2 separate regions of the Oryctolagus cuniculus genome follow, and region 2 is linked to region 1. A link is a contact called in public Hi-C data. All regions are on one chromosome and are shown on one strand. The core of a region is the stretch at or near the end of the contact, and the rest is flanking DNA. Distances in the headings are between cores, read along the strand shown.

Region 1 (6,676 bases), core at 1,672-4,171:
CAGAACAAAAGCAGCGTTGTTTACCAAGAACAGATCTGGTCAGTTACTTTCCTGTTGAAAGTATCCTGTACTCAGCCAGCACTGCTCTCACATTCCATCAAGGAGAGCAAATCACAGGTCTTGTGCTGCATTCTGTGCTGCCACTCTAGTCCCGGAACCTGTTCACTGGCTCCACGAGTTACGTAGGTGTAAATGCAGGTATTACCTTCACCTCTGCTGTGACTACTAAGTAAGGCAATTTCTGAGTTACTGAATTACATCTGCAATGGTGGAAGATACTGCACACGTTTCTTAGCTCTTTGTGAAGTTCTTTCCACTCCAGTTGTCAGTACATGTATCCCATAGCACCCTCACGCCAGTGACAGAACGTGCTGTTATGTTTGTCCTCTGGTAACTGCCCTGCAGAAGGTGACTGCTGCTTTGTGCTTGCCTCCCTTTAGCAAGAAAACAAAGGCCTGAGAGAGATCCTTCAAATAACTCGAGAATCGTTTCTGAACCTTAGGAAAGATGACGCATCAGAAAGTACGTCACTGTCAGCATTAGTGACCAACAGTGACCTGAGTCTGAGAAAGAGCTGAAGAGCCCCACGTCTGCACTCACCTGGCTCCCGAGGTCACTAGGACCGACCTATGCATCAGTGAATCAATGACGGAAAAGACCACTCAGTCTTAATCCACCCTTTGTTTGTTTCTAACATGTACAGTACACTGGCTAAGGGACAGCAACAGAAAATGTGTAGTTAATGGTTATGACTATTCCAAACAGAATGGAGAAGTGGAAACTGAACGCTGTTAGCTGGGGATGAAAGGTTTCCACGACTGCTCAGCATAAAGAGCTTAGATAAACTTCAATATTCCCAGTACATGGGAATCCACAGAGTTATCCCAATTTAAAGTATTTATTTTTGCCATACTTCTTCAAGTGGAAGATCCTTTTAGTAAATTTTACCCTTTTTGTTTGGTGTCAGAAGTGAAACAGCTTACGGACCATGAGACTTCAACTTTAATGATTATCTAATTTCCCATTAATTTCAGTTTTTGTCTAAGAAAATTTGGTTTTAAAGGATGTGGGAATGTTTTACATGTACCTTAAGAGAGGTGATTTAATTTTGTCCTGATACTTACCTAATAATTGTCTATAACTCGCTGAAGTGTATGAAATGTCATTTCAGGAATGAAAGAGGAAGGAATACTACTTTCTAAGAAAGAAAAATCTTATAATAAACATTTAGTAGGTTAAACTACTTCTTGGAAAGAATAAGTTTTGGTTATAAGTCAGAAACAAAGATGAGATTTTTCTCTGGTTGATGTTCAAGGATACTACATAGTTCGTTTATCTTACAGAGTTGAAACGTGTAATAGAGCAAGATAAGCCAAGTAATTTCAAAGTAAGTTGGGAATTCCTCTGGCTCATAGCACCCTTTTATCAAATCAAAATCTCAAAATTTCTAAATCAATTTTTAAGCTTGATCTGGTCTTGGAACCTGTAAGACTTTCTTATAACATTTCAGTTGAAAGTCTATGGATTCAGAAATACGTTTTCTGTTTTTTAAAAAATAACAGATACACAGTACATAAATTTTTTAAAAACTACCAGATATATAAATGAGCTTTAACATTAGCTGAAACCTAAATTTTTCATACTATGTGGTAATTATAGAATAAAAGGATGAGTGTCAGATATAATTAAATATATTCATTTATATAAATACATATTAAAGTTAGCACAAGTAGAGATTCTACTTTGGAGTATATAATTTGTTAAGCAAATATTACTTTCCATGGTAACTTTTATGTATAATTTCATATATTGGTACAATGCAAAACTACTTTTTGCTTCAGAATTTTTCTATCTTAAGGTTGGGGGAGTGGGGCTGACTGATAGGAAAGGGCTAGTGGCCCAGACATTAATTGGATTTCTGTTCTCATTCAGAGGCCTTACTTGATATTTTATAAATAAAAGGCACTTCTTTTAAACTTTTGTATTGGTTTTGGGCAAATATCCCTTAATTTGACGCTCATTCACTGAAACAGTTTTTATCCCAAGTAAGGATTAAAGAAAATAAGCTACACAATTGAGGTTAAGTCTGAGGCAGTACATTGAGGCAGCTCTGTTAACAAATGTTACTTGATAAATACTTATTTTTATAAACAATTAAGTTAATTTATTCTTGGTCTTCTTGCTTGGATACCTTTATGGTCTTGTTGTAAGACATTTACTTTGTCTTTTTTTGTGACAGTTTTCCATCCTGTACTTTTTTTTTAAACTGAACCTTAAATGTATGTCTTGAGAGTACATACTGCATAGGAGCCTATTTTGTCAATAAAGATGAGTAATTAAAATTGATATGGTCTCCAATTTAATTTGAAAACAATGTTCTTATGTATTTTAAAGTCTCTTCTTAGCACAAAACTAGGAACTCAGAAACTATTTCTTAGGAATAGAGTTTCTGAGCCACTCTGATCCTGCAAACCTTTTTATCCTCTGTAGCAGGCTGACCCAGGTCTCTGCCCCACAGCTCCCGGAAGGGAAGTCCAAGATGTGACGTGATTTCCTGGAAATGTGTGACCCTATCTGGAATACGGCCTTTGCAGATGTAATTAAGGGTCCCAAACAGGATTACCTTGGATGACTCGTGTCCTTAGGAAAGAAGCATAGGATATTATTGGAAAAATTAAAGAGGAGGAGAGAGGGAGAGAAGTATCACTGTATTAGAATTTTGTCTATGAAATACATGAAACCTGTTCTCTTTATGTTAACAATAAAAACAGCAGGAGATTAGAAGCCCAGAGATTTAGAGAGGAAACCATGGGAGGGCAGACTGTTGGAAGCCAGGAACCCTGAGGGTGGTCAGCCCCCAGCAGAGGCCAGCAGAGAGGTTTGGAAGGCACTCTCCCTGACCAGAATTCCGGCCTCCCGAACTGTGAACAGCTGCACCCCGTCACCCGTAGGAGACAGACCATCTGTTATTTCTCATCAGTCAGCTGGTTTATTTCCTAGAATGAGTACAGTTATCAGGGAAACTGCTCAAATATATTCTGATAGACTTTAATATCTGGGTAGCTTCCAGTATTTTTTATTTTTAAACTGTTTCAATGAAAAATGGAAGATCACAGATCCCTAACTTAATTTGGGATGGCTGCCACTACCTCTTTTTGATTGCTGGAGTGAAACATGAAGATCACTTCTAACTGGAGCCTGAGGGGACAGCTTCCTTCTGCCTCGCTGCCTGTTCCTCTTTGTTCCTTCATGCTCTCTGCCTTCTACGCTAGAGGATTGCTAGGCTAGGTCATCCTGCCTGTCCTCTGCTCAGACCCTTGGTGGTCTCTCCTAGTCTCATAAATTTAAATATCGCGTTGGAGCTGGAAGACTCCCAGATGTACAGTGTTGGCATAAACCTGTCATTAACTCAGCCACCTGTGACTGTCAAATGTTTCAGAGTTAGCATGTCCAACATGAAATTCCCCGTCTTACTCCCGGACCCTCTCCATACCCTGTCCCCATTCCAGCCAGCAACAGTTCCATCTTTCTAGCTGCTAAGGCCAAAATCCTTGGTGGTGCCTTGTGACTCCACTTTGTCTTTTCTCTTGGATGCAATTCATCAGCAGATCCTGCTGGTTCTTCAAGATCTATTGGAAACCTGCCATCCCTTGTCATCTTCATTGCTACCTCCTGACCAAAGCCCACACGCTGGTAGGGCAGGAGTGGAAGGAGTAGATTCCCCCCAAATACCTGCAGCAAGGGAATAGTTATTTTATGTGTATACTATGGCTTGAAGATTATAACAAGGGAAAGAAAATAAACTTGTGTAGTAAATTAAAAGCTTAATATTAAATTACACAAATACATTAGTTTCGAGTTGATGTCTCTTGGAAATTTTTTTTCCATTTGAGGAAAGAAAGAAATGTGTTATTTTAGAGCAATCAAAGCCTTTCAGAAAACACAGCCTATATAAACCAATATTAACAGAATGGTAACCGAATAAAACAGACTGTCTTGAAACTCAGGATGTTTCTTGAGTGTGAGACACCTAGGAAGACTACAGCTGGGCTTTCTCAACACTACAAAGCTGCAGGCTGGGTCGTGATTGTGGCTGTCCATCACCCAGCTGGTTCAAACAGGTCGGCCTCCTCTCTCCCCCTCCCTCGCAACATGTCAAGTATGACCAGCACCCCAGACCTTAGCATCTTCGCTTTCTACCTAGAGCTGCAGATGCATGGTGCTGGGTTTGGGCTACTAGGAAGCGCAGAGGCTCTGACCACAGGTCTCAAATTGCAGCAGCACCCTGGTCAGGCGCTCAGTGCTCCAGGTTATTCCCATGAGTGAGTGAACGAGCTTCTGAAATGCTAACTCTCTTTGGACTAGGTTTGTCTTACGACCTGTTTCAGTGAGCACAGAGGGATTTTGTTCCTGATTCATGCAAGACTCCAGACATACACAGAAGCTCAAAATACTGTTCATTCAGCAGGAAGAGAACCACTGGTGTTTATCACTGAAGGAATTCAGACGTGGAGCTGGTTTGCAAGCAAAGATGAGTAGCTATAATGTGGAACAGAAGGCTGTCCTGTGTAGAAAAAACCTCAGGCATTAAGAAGCATGGTGACAGATGCTTTTACAGAGAAAGGCAGTCCTTAGCACTGCCCTGAAATTATTCCTTTAGAAACCAGACACATTCCAAACAGCACACCTTTTAACAAAAAAAAATCGTGATGCAAGGAAGTTCTCCCCCAAAAGGAGTTGAGAACAGGTGTTTGGCCTAGCAGTTAAGATACCCTTGTCCCAAGTCAGAGTCTAGGATCAATTCCCAGCTCCAGCTTCTTGCTGAGACTTTGGAGGGGCAGAGATGGCTCCGAGTTTTAAGGTTTTTGCCATCCACACAGGAGACCTGCATTGTGTTCCTGGCTCCCGGCCCCAGCCCAGCCCCAGCTGTTGTCATTTGGAAAGTGAACCAATGGATGGGAGCTCTGTGTCATTCTCTCACCCACATACATACAATTTTTTTTTTTTAATGATAAAAGTAGTTGGGGCCTGATTCAATTGCTTCCAGATGCACCAGATACAGGCATCCAGCCCCTCCCAAGGCATGTCTGCTGCTGTGAGGCAGGCAGGTCAGAGCACAGGAGAGCAAGTGCAGGCAGCAGGAAATCCATCAACAAGAGGAGCCAGGAGGTGTATGAGAGGTGAACAGGCCTGTCGCCCCTTGAAGACTCCCAGGTGGAAAGGTAGCTGCAGCCATTCTTCAGTCTCCTGCCCAGGACAGCTGTTCCGCCTGGGGACAGTAGAAAGACTCAGGGAGAGAGGCAATGGCTTAGGGCCACCACCTCCCAGGGAGCAACTGCTGAACGCCAGGGTGCTGGGAGGAACAAGCATCCTCTGGGCAGTTTCGTGGAAGCAGTTACCATTTAACTGAGAGAAGCCTGACAACACCTGCTTCAAGGAAGGGCTAACCCAGTGAGAATGGGGCCCCACCAACTGCCACCAGGAAGGGCTGGGACGGCCTAGGGCCTTCAGGTTCTGTGTGTGCTCCGCCCACCACTAGCTGGCTGCTGCCCCACTCTCTCCAATGTCATCACCTCAAGGAATTCTTGCCAGCACCCTAGCTCCTACTCCCACCCCCTAATAAATGTTCATCACATGCAGAACCTCTTTTGTACATGCACATCTTAGTATGCGTCTCACTTATGACACTCCAGACTGAGATCAAAGAGCATGCCTGATCCCCTGCCATCTTCCTCCTAGTGCCCCAGGCAATGCCCAACATGCAGGCACTCAACAAGTAAAGGTGTGGTAGTCAGCTTTCCAGTCCTGTAACAAAATACCTAAAGGAGAATGGCAGCCTTGGCTTACAGTTTCGGAGGTTCAAGTCCAAGATCAGGCAGTCCTCCTGGCGTGGACTCTGATGCGGGCAGATGGCAGTGGCAGAGCGTGTGCAGAGTAAGGCTCACAGGGCGAGCCAGGAGGCTCACACACAGGCTTTCCAAACAACCCTCTTCCAAGGGCACACTTGCAACAACCCAAGGAAGGACTTTCCATGAGGCCCCGCCTCCCAACAGCACCATTCTGGGGACCATACCTTTAACACATGGGCCTTCAGGGCCAGTCAACATCCAAACTATAGCACAAGTCAAAGGCCACTTTATATTATATTAATTATATACTATAATACATTACAATATATATTAAATTTTCTTTTATTTGCCTCTTGAGCTGGTATAGCTTTACCCAGACCTACCACCCCTCCCAGTGTAACAATTACTTGGAAGTCCTTGAATAACTCCCGAATTTCCACTAACTTGAGCAGCTCTTTATGTCCATTTCAGAAAGGGCGGGACTCGTACATAGAGCGGCCAAAGTGCCGAGAGGCATTCAACCCACAAGTAGGACAGACGTGTTTGAAAAGGGTGTTACTGTGCGAAGGCTACCAGAGTGAAATGGCTCAAACAACAGAATCCAGTTCTTCACTGTCCGTGATCAAATGCCGACAGGGCCGGCTTCCTCCGAAGCTTTTCTCCTCTGCTGCAAATGGACGCCCCCCTGCTGCCTTGTCCCAGCGCCCTCTGGGCAACGGCCGTGAGGGGGCCCTGGACATCCCATCTCAGAGACACCGGTCAGACGGCTCCAGGGCCCAGCCCCAAGGCCTCAATTTATGCACCTCTTTAAAGGTCCCATCTCCCAA
Region 2 (6,364 bases), core at 3,834-6,333, 42 kb after region 1:
CCTGAAGGGATTTTAATTGAGATAGCACTGAAAGAATAAATTCAGTTGGGGGAGAAATGCTATCTTTAAAACACAGATTGTTTGGGGCCTGTGTTGTGACAAAACAGGTTAAGCCTTCACCTGGTTAGTATACCAGCATCCCATATGGGTGCCGATTTGAGACCTGGCTGCTCCTCTTCTGGTCTAGGTCCCTGTTAACGCACCTGGGAAAATAGCCCAAGAACTTGGTCCCTTGCACCCATGTGTAAGACCCAAATGAAGCTCCCAGCTTTGGATTCGTCCAGTTCTGGTCATTGTGGCCATTTTGGGAGTGAACCAGCAGATAAACGATCTTTATGTGTCTCTTCCTCTCTCTGTGGAACTCTGATTTTGAAATAAATTAATCTTTACAAAAAACACAGAATGCTTAAATCTATGATTTTGAGATACTTCTCTATTTGGTTTTTCAATTTATTTCAAAATGCTGTAGAGTTTTTCTCTGCAGATGTCTTAACATTTTTCATTACCATGAACCCTAAATATCTGACGTATGTTGGTGTCACTATAAATTTTTTTCTCCTGAGTTCCAACTTCTAGATGTCTCTTAAACAATATATTTTCTTAAAGTTCTCCAGATGCTGCTACTCCTAACACCATGGTAATAAATCGGGGGAAAAATAACTGCATTTTCTTCTAGTCTAGTTATCCTTCACCTAACTTGTGTGAGAAAATACCTTGGCAGCCCAACAGCCATTTCACAATTGTTACAGAAGATCACATTTGAACCAAGCCAGCTGTAGGCTGACCCTGGCTGGGCAGGGCTTGGGCATGTGCGATCCTGAGGAGCCCAACGCAGTAAGTGGCTACAGAATGACAGCTGTGCTACGGGACCTCAGGCAAACCGAAGACAGCTGTCTCACACAGCAGGTGGCTGCTGCAAGTCTCCAAAGACTGGAGCTTGCAACTGCCCAGCGCAACACAATGAAACCCATTATTAACTTCCATTAGCTTTTCAACGCTTCAGAGATCACCCCTCACCTCCCCAGCTCAGTAAACAGGAGCCAGGGATCCTCAGAATCAGTCTGCAAATAAGCTCTTGGCAAGAAGGGGACACACACACATGCACACAGCGGGCATTCATAGAAATGCCTGGCACCTCATTAGCACCAGGTTGAGAAAGAGATTTCCATAGACTGACCAGGAAAGATACTGAGCGGTGCTGTGGTTAAGCCTCGGCTTGGGTCGCCCACGTCCTAAATAAGAGTGCCTGGTTCGAGTCCTGCCTCCTGTGTTTCTGATCCAGGTTCCTCCCGGGAGGCAGCAGGTGCTGTCTCACGTGGCTGAGTCTCCAGCATCCACGTGGGAGACCCGGGCCCCGGCCTTCAGCCTGGCCCAGCACCAGCTGTTGCCGACATTCTGGGAGTGAACCGGAGCACGGAAGAGGTGGGTACTCTGTCTTTCAAAGAAAATGAGTGAAGACACTGCAAGTGTGGGAAGAATGGCATTTAACTCCTCACAAAAACAGACTTGGCAAAAGACACAAACTCAAGACACATCACGCAGTTCACAGGAACTTCACCTCTAAGTCATTTGGAAAACGACGCACTGGATGCACTTTATGAGGCATAATTACGTCTTGTGACCCGGGAGTGGGAGGAAAAAAGGCAGCGCCTCACATGACCATACAGCGCCAACGGCGAGCACCGGGTGAGGCACTGACTCAGCCAGCCGCTCTCCTCCAGAAGCAAGGCCTACTTTTTCTGCCAGAAATATTTTTCGTAAAGCAAGCCTTCAGCCCAACAGTTAAGACACCTACATCCCATTGAAGTGCCAGGGTTTGATTCCGGGTTCCTGACTCCAGCTTCCACGGGAAGCAGCTGGGACCCAGACACTCACATGGGAGACTTGATACAGTTCCCAGCTCCCCCCTGCAACTGACGGGGAATCCGCAGAGTAAAGGAACAGATGCGGGGTCGCATTCCGGTGCGCTCCCCACCCCCGCTCAAATAAATGGGTAAATGCAACTTTAAAACAAATGTTCTTTGGCCATCTGACCTGGACAAGTCTTTCTCTTATTTTTCCATACCCATTCTTTTGCAGCATCACTTTTCCAGTCTAAAAAGAACATCCGTATCCTAATCCAGCAATCTTAAAAATCCCCTACTGTTGCATCTTACTTGTTTACTATAAGTTACTTCTGGGGCCAGCGCTATTGAATAGGAGGTTAAGCCTCCACCTGCGGCACCAGCATCCCATACGGGGGGCCAGTTTGTGTCGCAGCTGCTCCTCTTCGATCCAATTCTCTGCTTATGGCCCAGGACGGCAGTGGAAGATGGCCTCAGTGCTTGGGCCCCTGCACTTGCATGGGAGACCTGGAGGAAGCTCTTGGCTCTTGGCTTCAGCTGCTGTGGCCATTTGAGGAGTGAACCAACAGATGGAAGACCTCTTTCTCTGTCTCTAATTCTGCCTCTCACATTTTTTAACAAGTTACCTCCAACATCCCCATCATTCATGCTTAGAAACAACAACCACATTCAAGGAGAGACCTGTGAACATGTAGTCTAATTCCCTACCAGGAGCGTGTCAGAAGGAAAACTGCTTCAGCTGCTTGCACTGGCTGGCATTGGACGACCCCTCACAATCGCATGTTCACCTTTTGAGGAATTTTTATCAGCCCCAAAAGCCAAAAGGAAACACAAGCGCACATCCCACCTCTCAGACACATTTGAGAGAGTGATTGCTGGTCACAGCCGCCGCCCGCCACCTTCTTACAGCACTAGGACACACCGTGGAAGGTCCCCACGACACCCTGCTCAGCATGTCCTACGTATTAACATGCTGAGTGATGGAAACCACAAGAAAAGGGAAAACCATTTAAATGACCAATTCTCCTGCGTGCCCAGCGTGCCACAGACTGCACCTGCCGCAGACGTACGGAGTCCAGATCTGCCTCTGTCCAAGATTCACTGGGCACTCAAGTCGCTTCTCAAGCTGTGCAGTGACCGATAAATCTCCAATCACCACAGCTGCTCGATTTCTTCGGTTCAGACCAGAGCAGAATCCAGGCATTTTCAAGAGGAGGCTGCAAGCCTTGAACTAAATCTTTCCTTGTTTTCTGATTTTTATCTGCTGCTGTAGAGAATATTTATTCACTTATGTGAAAGGCCGACAGAGAGAGGTAGAGAGGTAGGAGGTAGGAGATAGGTAGGTAGGTAGGTAGGTAGGTAGCTAGGGTGGGAGGAGAGAGAAGGTCCTCATCCACTGGTTCACTTCCCGAATGGCAGCAACCACTGGACGCGGACACAGGAGCCCAGGCACCCAGGACATCCTCCACTGCCCTTCCAGGCCACAGCAGAGAGCTGGATCAGAAGTAGAGCAGCCGGGACGCGAACTGGAACCCATATGGGATGCCAGCACGGCAGGCGGCAGCCCCACCCACCAAACCACACCACCCGCCAAGAGACCATCAGCTTTTGCCATCACACAGCCGTTCAGTTACCACATGCCACCCCTTCCCTGTGCAGAAGTAACACTCATGCAACGAACACAGTGACAAAAAGGGAGGTATCAGGGCTGCCATCAAAGAAGGGGGGAGGGTGCCTGAAATAAATACTAATTTCTCTGGCCTGGCTGTTGTGTGCAGGTTAAGCCGCCAACTGTGATACGGGCATCCCACACTGGAGTGCCAGTGCCAGTCCTGGCTGCTCCACTTCCGATCCAGCTCCCTGCTAACAGTGTGGGAAAGCAGCAGAGGAAGGCCCTTGCGCTCGGAACCCTGCCAGCCACGCGGAAGACCCGGCTGCAACTCCTGGCTTGGCCTGGCCCAGCCCGAGTCAGCGGCTGCCATTTGCGAAGTGAACCAACAGATGTAAGATCTCTCTTCCAAATAAATACATAGATCTTTAAAAAACTAATTTCCCAGGTTATTGCTCAAGTTGTGGCGCAAACATTCCCGGACATGAAACACTAAGGCAGTGACCTAGCAATAAGAATGGGGGACCCCAGGCGGCCTGACTCCGGAGGGCCAGCGCTGGATCAAGGACAAATTCAGCCTCTGTCGCTCACCTCTTGTTCCTCCTCCTCAGGCTATTTTGAGACAGGCGGGCGAAATACACAGCAGCACCGTGTTAAATGCAGACGGCTGGGCTCGCTTACCCGCACCTGGGGTACCCGCCCCTCGGTCCAGGCTGCGCGGCGAGCGCCCTGGGCCGCCAGGTGAGGCCAATCATCGCCTTGCAGAGTTCTGAGGATTACAACGGAGCGCGCCCGAGGAGCGCCTGGCACACCCTGCGGCGTGTTCGCTGCTAACCCGATTTTTTTTTTTTTTAATTCCAAAAATACAATCGCCCGGCTCAGCTCTGGCCTGAGTCCCAGGCAAAGATCCTGGCACTCACGCTGCACGCGGGCTTTGCGGGAGCGCCACGTTTGCTAGAGCCGCAACCGCAAGCTCCCTCCCACAGTGGGGACGCGCTTTCACCTCGCCGAAACGCACGCGACCCGCAGCTTGGTGCGACGCGCGCTTCGGACGTGCGGCGGCCGCCAGCCTGGAGCCGAGGGAACCGCTACACCCCGAGAGCCGCGGCCCAGTCACGGGGACCCCCGGCCAGGCTCCGCGCCCCAGAGAGCGCCGGGACGACCCCACGCAGGACGCGAACACGGCTCGCCGTATCCTTCCCGCCCATCTCCACAGCCCGCATCGGAGGTTCTGGCGCATCCAGGCGGACCCCAACCCTAGCGGGGAAAGCGCCAGCAACCCGGCGCTGCGAGCGCGCCCCACGCCATAACCTACCCTGGCTGGCGTTCCCGACGGCCTCGGCGCCCGCGGCCACCCCGCGTCCCCACGCCAGCAGCGCCAGCGCCAGCAGCCGCCGGAGCACCATCGCCAGCGCGCCGGGCCCACGCCGAGCTCGAGTCGGGACGCGGCCGCGCGCTCCGGGGCCCCGCAGCCTCCCCAGCGCTACCCCGGGGGGCACCATCGCCCGCCGAGGGCACGCGCCGCGCACCTGCCAGCCCCCGCGGTCGCCGGCGCGGCCCGACCTCCGCGCCACGGAGAGGCGGCCTCTTCCGGCGATGGAGCGGGCGGCTGGCGGCGGCGGCGGCGGCGGCGGCGGCGGCGGCGGCGGCGGCGGCGGCGGCGGCGGCGGCGGCGGCGGCGGGTCCCGGGCGGGGCGAGGCGGGGCGGGGCGGCGGGCGCCCCCTGCTGGCGCGCGCGGGGCTGTCCGGGGAGGCCGCGGCGAGCGCTTCCCCGCCGCGGACGGACAGAACAGCTCTCGGCTAGGGCCCAACAGGCCCTGTTCCCGCGCATAACGGTTCTCTGTGAAGAAAGAGAGAAGAGAAACCGACCCCTTCCTCACAGCTGCAGGTCGTTGCCCCCGGGGCCAAGGCCTGCCTGCTCCCGGTTCCCGCACCCCGGGGGTTGGAGTCTGCACGCCCGCCCGCCGCAGTGGATGAAATCCAGGGAAGGTGACAAAGAAATAAAATGTTTCAAAGATCAGGTCTGTGTCTTTGGTGTAATGATTCCATTTTTACATTGAAGTGTGGCGATCGGATACAAATGCAAAAGTTAGTGCATAGAACGGTTCATCAAAGTGTCGTTGATAGGAGAAACAGCCACCGCAACCTAAATGGCCAATGAGAGGAATTCGCTGCATAACCCCTGGAATCTCTACGTAGTAGAACCACGGGGCGGGGCGGGGTGGGGGGCTTCATTTGTTTTAGAAGGCAGAGTTAAGAGGCAGAGGCAGACGGAAGTCTTCCATCTGCTGGTTCACTCTCTGAAGCCAGGAGCTTCTTCCAGGTCTCCCAATGGCTGCAGGGGCCCAAGAACTTTGATCATTCTCCGCCACTTTCCCAGGCCGTTAGCAGGGAGCTGGATCAGAAGCAGAGCAGCCAGGATTCGAACAGGTGCCCGTATGGGATGCCAGCATTGTAGTCGAGGCTCTTCCCGCCAAGCCTCAACACTGGCCCCTGAGTGATCTTGAAGTGTTTGCGCAAAGGCAATTTATGAAGCAGTAAATGTTTGCAAAATGGGGCTTCCTTGGTATTTTACAATACGCCTTCATGGATCTGTGCCTTCCTTTCCTGCTGCAAATAGCTCATGGTCTGGTGAGGGGAGGGGTGGTGTGTGGATACAGGCAGGCACCACACAGGGAGACTGCTGTCCCAGCAGAGCAAACAGCACCTCAGTGCTACAGTGTTACACTGGAGCTGAACAAGTCCTCCAGCCTCGAGACCCTGCAGCTGGGTTAACACTTTAGCACATGCTTTCTCCCTACTGTGGGGTGCTGGTGTGAACAAACCTGCACTGCCAGTTGTATACAGGCACCAAAAGTGACAGTGGCAATCCACCAACATTACTCTTTTTAAGATTTATTTGAGAGGTAGA

Evidence for each region. Hi-C and Micro-C count contacts between places; a contact is called where the count stands out from the background.
Region 2: a Hi-C map of psoas muscle shows a contact between it and region 1, with 2.1 times the contacts expected there. The contact joins the promoter of TM7SF3 here to the enhancer-like site in region 1. A contact is called at or near these places in 2 of 6 Hi-C or Micro-C datasets (psoas muscle and an unstated tissue).

Annotation. Positions count from the first base shown.
Region 1 is chr9:124,205,645-124,212,320 of mOryCun1.1, forward strand. FGFR1OP2 (FGFR1 oncogene partner 2) reads left to right here. Exons shown (of 6, transcript XM_070049535.1): 6 at 441-2,346. The coding sequence ends at 578. The region is part of intron 11 of TM7SF3 (transmembrane 7 superfamily member 3); the gene reads right to left. Among named protein-coding and RNA genes, the nearest start is that of TM7SF3, 41 kb to the right of the region's middle. Within about 2 kb of position 2,922, at least 1 of the 8 cell types and tissues checked has an H3K27ac peak or open chromatin away from gene starts, as enhancers often do.
Region 2 is chr9:124,245,124-124,251,487 of mOryCun1.1, forward strand. TM7SF3 (transmembrane 7 superfamily member 3) reads right to left here and starts at 5,084. Exons shown (of 13, transcript XM_017343318.3): 1 at 4,769-5,084. The coding sequence starts at 4,955.